2 separate regions of the Rattus norvegicus genome follow, and region 1 is linked to region 2. A link is a contact called in public Hi-C data. All regions are on one chromosome and are shown on one strand. Each heading gives the region's core, a stretch centred on a gene start, on an enhancer-like site or on the middle of the called end of the contact. The rest is flanking DNA. Distances are from core to core; before and after follow the strand shown.

Region 1 (4,080 bases), core at 1,411-3,910, 240 kb before region 2:
CCTCCGTAAACTGACAGAAGTTCTGAAAACGGTGGATAAGACTGTTCTAAATGCATTGAGGTTTTTTTTTTAATTTGTTAAGTCTTTTCCACTAAATAAATGTTCCATGAAGGTGCTGACTTTGAATAGTTATTCACTGTTGTATTCTAATCTACCAGACTAGACTACTAAAAATATTTGATGAGTTAAGAAAAACCACCTTCTATTTTTTTTTTTTTCAAAATTGCCTGAGAAAAACCAAAGTGTAATAAGAATCTTTAAAAAGTAAACCTCGGGGCTGGAGAGATGGCTCACAGGATAAGACCACTTGCTGCTCTTGTGGAGGCCCCACGTTCAGGGCCCTGTACCTACACAGCAGCTCCCGGCCAGTCCCAGGCCCTCCTTTGAGTCTGGTCACCAAGCTTGTACTGTTGCAATACACTCAGGCAAAGATTCAAAATAAACCGAAGTAAACAAAGGAACGTTTTAACAAGTTTTTAAAAATAGTAAATTCTAGGGGTTGGGGATTTAGCTCAGTGGTAGAGCACTTGCCTAGGAAGCGCAAGGCCCTGGGTTCGGTCCCCAGCTCCGGAAAAAAAAGAACCAAAAAAAAAAAAAAAGTAAATTCTAAAACCCTCATATCTGTAATCCTAGTCCTTGAGAAGCTGAGGCAGGAGGATTTCCAGAAGATCAAGGGTGGCCTGGTCTACATAATGTGATCCCGTCTCAATTTCAATTTTTTTAAATACTGAATAAGACAAGGTGAAACTCCAACTTTCACATCTGTACATTTACAATCAAGTAAGTTCAAATAAACTACCACCAATGGACATCAGATCAACTCTCTTAGAGATGGCTTTGGGCTTTATTATCCTGTGTTTATCCACTCAGAATTTAAGCTGCATTAGAAGCCCATAGGAGCCCAAAACTTAGAAAACCCTACAAGTATAATCATCTGCCTGGTGACCATGAACATCAGAAAGCCATCTGGTGAATTTCCAATTTCCAAACAAAAAACAGGCACAGCACTGGCTACCTGCAATAGGAACTACTCCTCTCTCCGCCTGTCGGCAGGGCTTCCCTACCGTGGTCAAACTAGTATGGAGGTGATTATGAAACAAAGTCAGGAAAACACACTTGCTTTCCGTATCACAGAGGAAAACCATAGAAAGCTAGCATCGCTTCTTATATAAAGCCTGGCCTGCAAAGTAAAGGAAGCCTCTCCCCCCCCCCCCACACTTCCCTATTCTTAAGTACAAAGAATAAAGAAAATTACTTTTCCTCTTCTCAGTCAAGGAATAAACAAGGCATGAGCCACCCTCCTGCTACCACTTAAGAGAGTCTTTCTTAATTTTAAACTTCATTTTCTTAATTCTGTAGTTTTTCTAAATTATATCTTAAAGCATGGCCTGGATATATTTCTTCTAGAAAAAAAAAAACTGAAAATTACCCCAAAGAGTAATTATTCTTAACAATTACTAAACGCATACTTATTTTCCAAAACATATTTATAAATTCAGTTACTAGAAAATTTAAAGTCGTATGAACGTTTACGTTCCCGGTCCACAACGGCACCTAAATGTACCTGGATTGTGGGGGTCCCAATACAGCCATAGGCAGTAGTTACCCATTTGCCACCACCCCAAACCATAACATACCTTTTAAGCAGACTTAGTCCACCAACTAAAATAGTTAACTCTGCCTCACAAGCGACTAAAAAATGGGAACATCCTAACTCTTTTACCTTCCCTGGCTGTCCCCAAACTGACACTCCAAAGCTCATATTTCTCTCTCTCTCTCTCTCTCTCTCTCTCTCTCTCTCTCTCTCTCTCTCTCTCTCTCTCTCTCTCTCTCTCTCTTTCACAAATGAACTGCTTTACAAAGTATAGCCAAACACATCTCACTGGAGTATCGAGCACCGCCAGGTCTAACCTGCACTCCAATGGCAGCGGCTAGCCTGGGAGCTTTAAACCAAAAGGCAGTGAAACAAACTACCTCTCTCCCCTGCCTACTTGGATCGGCCAGTTCCAACCAAGCTTAGCGGTCTGAAACTTTCCACGAACGCTAAGAAAAACACCTGAACGCAGTCTGCTCCTCGCCCACTAGGCAACCATCGAAAATATGGAGGTGGGAGCTAGTCCAAGCCTTCGGCCTGCCCCTCGCAGGCCGCCCTGGGCCTCCGCTCGCTGCGCGGCTACCGCGCCGCCTCGCGCCAGCCTGCCCGAGCCTTTGCCCGGGAGGACCCGAAGTCGGCGCGCCCGCAGCGCGTTCCCTGCCCGCCATCGACCGTCCCGACCCCCGAGGCCCCAAGTCCACCCGGAGCACACAGCTGAGTATCTCGGCCCGAGAGAACCCCGGTGTCGCGAATCCCCCCCCCCCCGACTCTCCCCTGAGGAAGACCCGAACGCACCTTTCAGGAAAACACCCCCAGCGCTGCCACCGCTCTTGCCCGCCGCCATCTTCCTCCTCCCACGCCGCCTCCTTCTTACTCCATGGCCGGCACCGCCGCGGTGCTCGCGGGGAATGGGGGCCGCACGTCGGGAGGGTAGCAGCCGCAGGGTGGCGGGCCTCGGGCTCGACCGTCCGCGAGGGGCGCTCCCCGCCGGCCGGGCCCCCACACAAAAGCGGGCCTGTCGCGGGCTGACGGGAGGCGGTGAGGCCCACGGCCTGGGTTTCTTCTCCTCAGGCGCCTACCGGGGACCGTGAGCGGCGGCGGCGGCGCTTCCCGGGCCCGGCTCCCCTCAGCACACGACTCCCCATCCACCGCCCGCGCCGGCCTCGGAGAAGCTCCTCTCCGCTCCGCCGCTGGCCCCGGAGGACGGAGAACGAAGCGAACGCTCACACGCCTCCTGCGTCCCGGGCCGTAAAATGGCCGCAGCGCCGAGCCGAGCGAGGGCTCCGCGACCGTCAGGCGCCCGCGACCCCTCGCTGCTCCAGCAGTGGCCGCCGCCGCCCGCCCACCCCGCCCAGGCGTCAGAGCATCAGCCCAGGCCTCGGCGACTGTCCATGTGGACGGGGGTGGGTCTCCGCCACCGCCGCGCGTCGGTCGCCACAGCAGCCCCGCCGCCGCTCCTCCCCCACCGGGCTCCGGGCCCGCCCCGCCGCCGCCCCAAGCCTCTCCCTGCGGGTCCGGGCTCGTCCCCCTTCGCTGCCCCCCGGCGCCGGCCGTACCTAACCGGGGGGCTGTGGGCCTGCGGGCCTTGTGTGGCCTTGTGCGCCCGGCCTAGGCGGGGTACGAACAAAATCCCTTCCTCTGAAGGCCCCATGGCAGACCCGCCTGTGAGCGCTTGCAAGCCTGCCTGCCTGCCTGTGAGGTGTTCTATTTGGTCCTGTGGCACCACAAATTCTAAAGAAAAGCCCCAAGTTCTTGTCTAAAACAGAATTTAAAACGTGCCATGTGGAGGAAAAAAAATTGTAGCCAGGTAATGCAACCACTTTGGAAAGTAAATTGTGTCCACATTGGTCTTCAAAACAATACATGTGATTGAGCCAGTACACTTTGGGTAGAGAAAGAGAGAACCTTTGTCATCTGTTTGATACTTCAAACACCACATTCTACACCAGAGTTTCAGACAATGATATAATTTGAGGGTGTTTTGTTTTTCTTTGTTTTGTTTCCGGCGTGGTGGAACCCATGAGGGGATAGAGGCAGGTGGATCCCTATCCGTTGGAGGCCAAGTCTGGTCCACAAAGTAAGAGCCTGTCTCCAAAACAAAAATAAAAACATCTATGGAGAATGCAGAAAATGAAAAAAAAAAAGTTAACAGAAATTCAAACCCCTTAGGTGGTCTGCTAATAAACATTTTTTTCTTAAAAAAAAAAAAAAAGGAAAGAAAGAAAGAAAGAATGCGGGCGGGGACTGGGGGAGGTGTTTTGCTGCTGTTAGGGTTGGTATTGCGGCTGCTTGTAGTTACTTCAGAGGCCAGAAGAGGGTGCCCCGCCTAGGCGCTTAGAAGCAAACTGCTGAGCCCTTTTCTCCAGCCCTTTGAGCACTTCTAATGCAGTTGTTAATCAAGACTCATTTGGTAACTTTGCATCTTATCCCACTGTAGTGACTCACACCTTTAATTCTAGTGCTTAGAAGGCCAAGGAAGGCAGATC
Region 2 (4,318 bases), core at 624-3,123:
GGGTAACAACAATAGCACAAAGCTTTAAAGCAAAGGAAGGTTTCTGGCAGCATCCCCTCCCTGGGAGGTTCTGAAACTTGTGGATACAATCCTCAGAAGCTCAAATCTTTTATACACAATGTAGCTTTTGCACATCCTCCATACACTTTAAACGGATCCCTGATTATAGTATCTATACTACTCAGTACAGTGTAAAAGATGATGATGGGAAATTGTCTCCCTGTTTACTAGCAAAGAAGCAATCTTTTTTTTTCTGAATATTTTCAATTCTAAGTTGAAGGTCCAGTTGTAGCACCGTTTAAGCCAAGTTCTACAGTAGAAACAAAGGAACTAACATCCAACTGTGATGATCTAAACAGGAGTGGGGGGGAAAGAAAAAAAAAGACTCCATGATTATCTCCAACACTGTGATGAACATTTTACTAATCAACAGAACTCATTAAAATAAAAGGATATGCCTAACTATGACAGATGGTTTTCATTTGAGCCACTGTGAAGGTAGACTTAGGCTGCTAAAGCAAGATAAAGACCTAAAGATTCTAGTGACCTTAAGAGTTTGAGAGATCAACTAGGCTGTGGTGGTGCAGGCCTTTGATTCCAACACTCAGGAGGCAAGATGATTTATATCAGTTTGAGGACAGCTTGGTCTATGGAGAGAAACCCTGTCAGGAAAACCCCGGGTGTGGGGGGGGTGGGGGGTGGGGAGTCCAAGATCAAAGAACTTACCCAAGCAAGTCAAAACTGTAGACAAATATTTTTAAATGTGGGTATTTGCTGTCAGAGAGTCTGGATTTCAAACACGATTTTGAAATATAGATGCTATATAATTATTTTTGTAAATTTACATGTTTATAAAAGAAAATTTGTAAAATATAGAAAAGTAAAAAGAAAAAAATCCAGTCTGCAGTCAATCGATGGAGGTTAGTTAGCACTTCATGCTTTATAGTTTGCATCCTCTGTAGTGCCTCAGTGTCTTTGAGTTACTAATTATTGTTTGTTTTATTGAGACATGTCTCTCTGGATTTCCCTCTGGCTTCTTTTTCTCTAGTAGCTCAGGTTGGCCTTATATTCTCAATTATTCTGCCTCTACCTTTTGAGTGCTGGGATTACACATAGTCTCAATAAGTATTTCCTTGGCAGGTTAAAATATGTTCTGGTTTTTGATTACCAAGTTTTTTTTTTTTTTTTAAATCACTACCATGTTTTACAATAATCTTCCCAAATCAATGTGAAGGAAACAGAAAAATAAGTGAAAATCGATCATAAGCGAGAGATTAGGGCTAAACTAGGTTACATTATTGATTTTTTTTTTTAAGATCAAATGGGTCACGTCACCTCACTTAAATTCATGAGTGGCGAATTAAAACTTAGAAAGGAGCTGCATCCTTTTATACGTATGGACTCTGGAACGCTACAATTCCCTTCAGAAAAGGGGTAGGCTTAATAAGAAAAGTCAACCCAGCGCCGAAATTACAAGTAGCCCACGTCACCGAGTCCGGTCAGACTGCTCCAGAGGTCTCCATGATAACCACAACAGGAAGTGTGCACAAACAGTAGCGTCTTCCCGGGGAGCTAAGACGCTATTGTCCCAGTGCGCAGACGCGGTGACGTCGCCCAGGGCCGCGCATGCGCTCACGTAGCTGCGCGCCCGGCCTAAACCCCTCACTTTGTCGTCACAGGGCAGATGATCAGGGTGCGTCCGCCTTTTCCCTCCCCCTTCCATCCTCCTCCCCCTCCCCTCCCCTCGTCCCTCAATCTTCTCCCTATTTCCTCTCTCTCCCTCCCTGGGGCGTCTCCTGAAGACTCCCGCTTCCGGTCAGCGGCCGTCCGCAGAAGCGTGTCCCGCCTCTTCCGCCTCCCCGGTGGCGGCGCGGGTGGCGGAGGTAGTAGCGGCAGCGGCGACTGCGTGTCTCCTGTCAGGATCGGCAGGCAGGTCCTCTGGGCGGCCCAGCTGGACGGGGCCGAGCCGAAGCCCGGGGGCCAATGGCGATGAACTATAGCGCGAAGGATGAGGTGGACGGCGGGCCCACGGGTCCTCCGGGGGGCGCCGCCAAGACCCGGAGGCCGGATAACACGGCCTTCAAACAGCAACGGTTGCCTGCCTGGCAGCCCATCCTCACCGCCGGCACGGTGCTGCCCACCTTCTTCATCATCGGCCTCATCTTCATTCCCATCGGCATCGGCATCTTCGTCACCTCCAACAACATCCGTGAGATCGAGGTGAGGGAGGGGCGTGGCGGTGATCCCTGGCTCACGGAAGGTGACAGGCGGGCCCCGCCCTCTGGTTTCTTCTCGGTTTCTTCTTATGCGGCTTTTCTGAGTTTGCAGTTTTGTGGGCTAGCTTCCTTTTGCTCTCGATTGACCTGGCTGGAGACGGAATGAATAAAGCTAGAATGTCGGGTGGACGAGACTTATTTTGGGGGCAGTTTGCATGGGTTTCCGAGAGGTAGAGTGTATGGTTTTTTTAGGAGAGGAGAAAAAGTTAGATTTAGGTGTTTAACCCTGAGGCAAGTTACAGGGGCAGACTGTTGTTATTTGGGTGGGGATCATTCTGGGACACCGAGATTAACAAATTGGTTGCATGAAGGAACCCGGAGTCTTAAAGATATTGATTCTTCTGTGAAGAAATTAAGTCATACAGGGCACACACAAGTAACTTTCATTTTGAGCTAATTAGATATATTTAGTTGTTGGCCACGATGTGGTTAAAAGCAGGAAACTTGAGTCCTGGTTTGCTTTTAGTCTGTATTCATTTCTAATTGTGTATCACAGTGGCCCCAGATCTCCCCGCTTGATTTTTAAAATGTGTGAGTCAGTGATTCCACACGAAATAATCTATAAACGATTTCACTGGCATTGGGTTTTGTTTTGTTTTGTTTTTTGTGTTTTTGTTTGTTTTTGGAATATTTAGACATGATAGAAACCCTCTGCTGGGGGAAACATTTTGATTTGTGCTGGTGCAGCAGTCTCTGCATATTTATCGGTCCACATCAGTAAAGATTGGTTGACAGCAGAATGTGAGTGCTGTGTGGCGTACAGGGTTAGATGCCCGCAAGCTCTCCTTCATATTTTAGGGGAGTTGTGATCTGTTTGAATTGGCAAGAGTGATGTTGAGTAAACCCACTTTTTTCTCTTGTTGTAAACATATATTTTTGTCTACATAATTTTAAAATAAATAATACATGTGATTTAATTGGACGTCCCCAGTCATTTTAGCTAGGGAGTTTTGGTGCCTTTCCAGCTTGCTTAAAGTAAGGTGGCTACATTTTTTTTTTTTTTAAAGTGCACAGTGCTTCAGTGTTAATGAAAGTAAGAATAATATCTATAGAGTGTATTTTTTAAATCTTTCATTAAGGATTATTTTCAGTGTGTTGACTAGAGCAAGTTCACAGCATATGTTTTTGGTATATATTTTATCTTCCTGTTTTTAGCCTTGTGATAGTACTCAAATGTAGCCCAAAATCCTCCAAAATGTAAATGAAGCTCTGGGCCAACCAGGTTGGACATGAGAAAAGTTTTGATTTTAGAATATTTTGGATTACAGACTTTCAGATTAGGTATGTCCAACTGGATAAAACTGCACACATGTTATAGACTTTTTTTTTTTAAGTTCTCAGATGTAAAACACCTGTCCCCTATCATACCCAAACCCTGAACTCTGCAGCTTTTTTTTTTTTCCTGGAGCTGAGGATCGAACCCAGGGCTTTGTGCTTGCTAGGCAAGCGCTCTACCACTGAGCTAAATCCCCAACCCCTCTGCAGTTTTTAATTAGCTCAGATTTGGGGTATTTGTCTTACTTTCTCTGAAGGTTAGTTGCCTCATCTCTAAAATAAATAGAATAATGGATTTCTTCTAAGATTTCACAAGTAGAAGCAAAATAGATATGACCCATCAACAGATGAGAGCTAAAGATTAGCTTGAGTTAGGACTGGACTGTTTGAGAGTGCTATTGTCCTGGTTCCAAAGTGTAAGCTCTTACACTGCTTACTAAAGATCCTTACTAAAACGGTAGTAAATATAATGGAATTCGTCCTAAGCATTAGAAATTTGAATCACCTTATTTAAACTTAAATATTAACATGAAAGCAACAATGATTTAGATTGTATATGAATATTTACTAAATTGCTTAAGAAACTAGTATTGTTTACTCCAGTATGAAATAATTTTCTGGGGCTGGAGAGATGGCTCAGCAGTTAAGAGCACTGACTGCTCTTTCAAAGGTCCTGAGTTCAATTCCCAGCAACCACATGGTGGCTCACAAACATCTGTAATGGGATTTGATGCCCTCTTCTGGTGTGTCTGAAGACAGCTACAGAA

The links. A called contact is a pair of places that touch in the nucleus more often than the background predicts.
Region 1: a Hi-C map of liver shows a contact between it and region 2, with 2.8 times the contacts expected there. The contact joins the promoter of Senp6 here to the promoter of Tmem30a in region 2. A contact is called at or near these places in 1 of 12 Hi-C or Micro-C datasets (liver) and 1 of 1 datasets of contacts at active chromatin or transcription factors (oligodendrocytes).

The regions. Positions count from the first base shown.
Region 1 is chr8:89,867,853-89,871,932 of GRCr8, reverse strand. Senp6 (SUMO specific peptidase 6) reads right to left here and starts at 2,660. Exons shown (of 24, transcript NM_001106842.2): 1 at 2,390-2,660. The coding sequence starts at 2,438.
Region 2 is chr8:89,630,846-89,635,163 of GRCr8, reverse strand. Tmem30a (transmembrane protein 30A) reads left to right here and starts at 1,873. Exons shown (of 7, transcript NM_001399760.1): 1 at 1,873-2,220. The coding sequence starts at 1,984.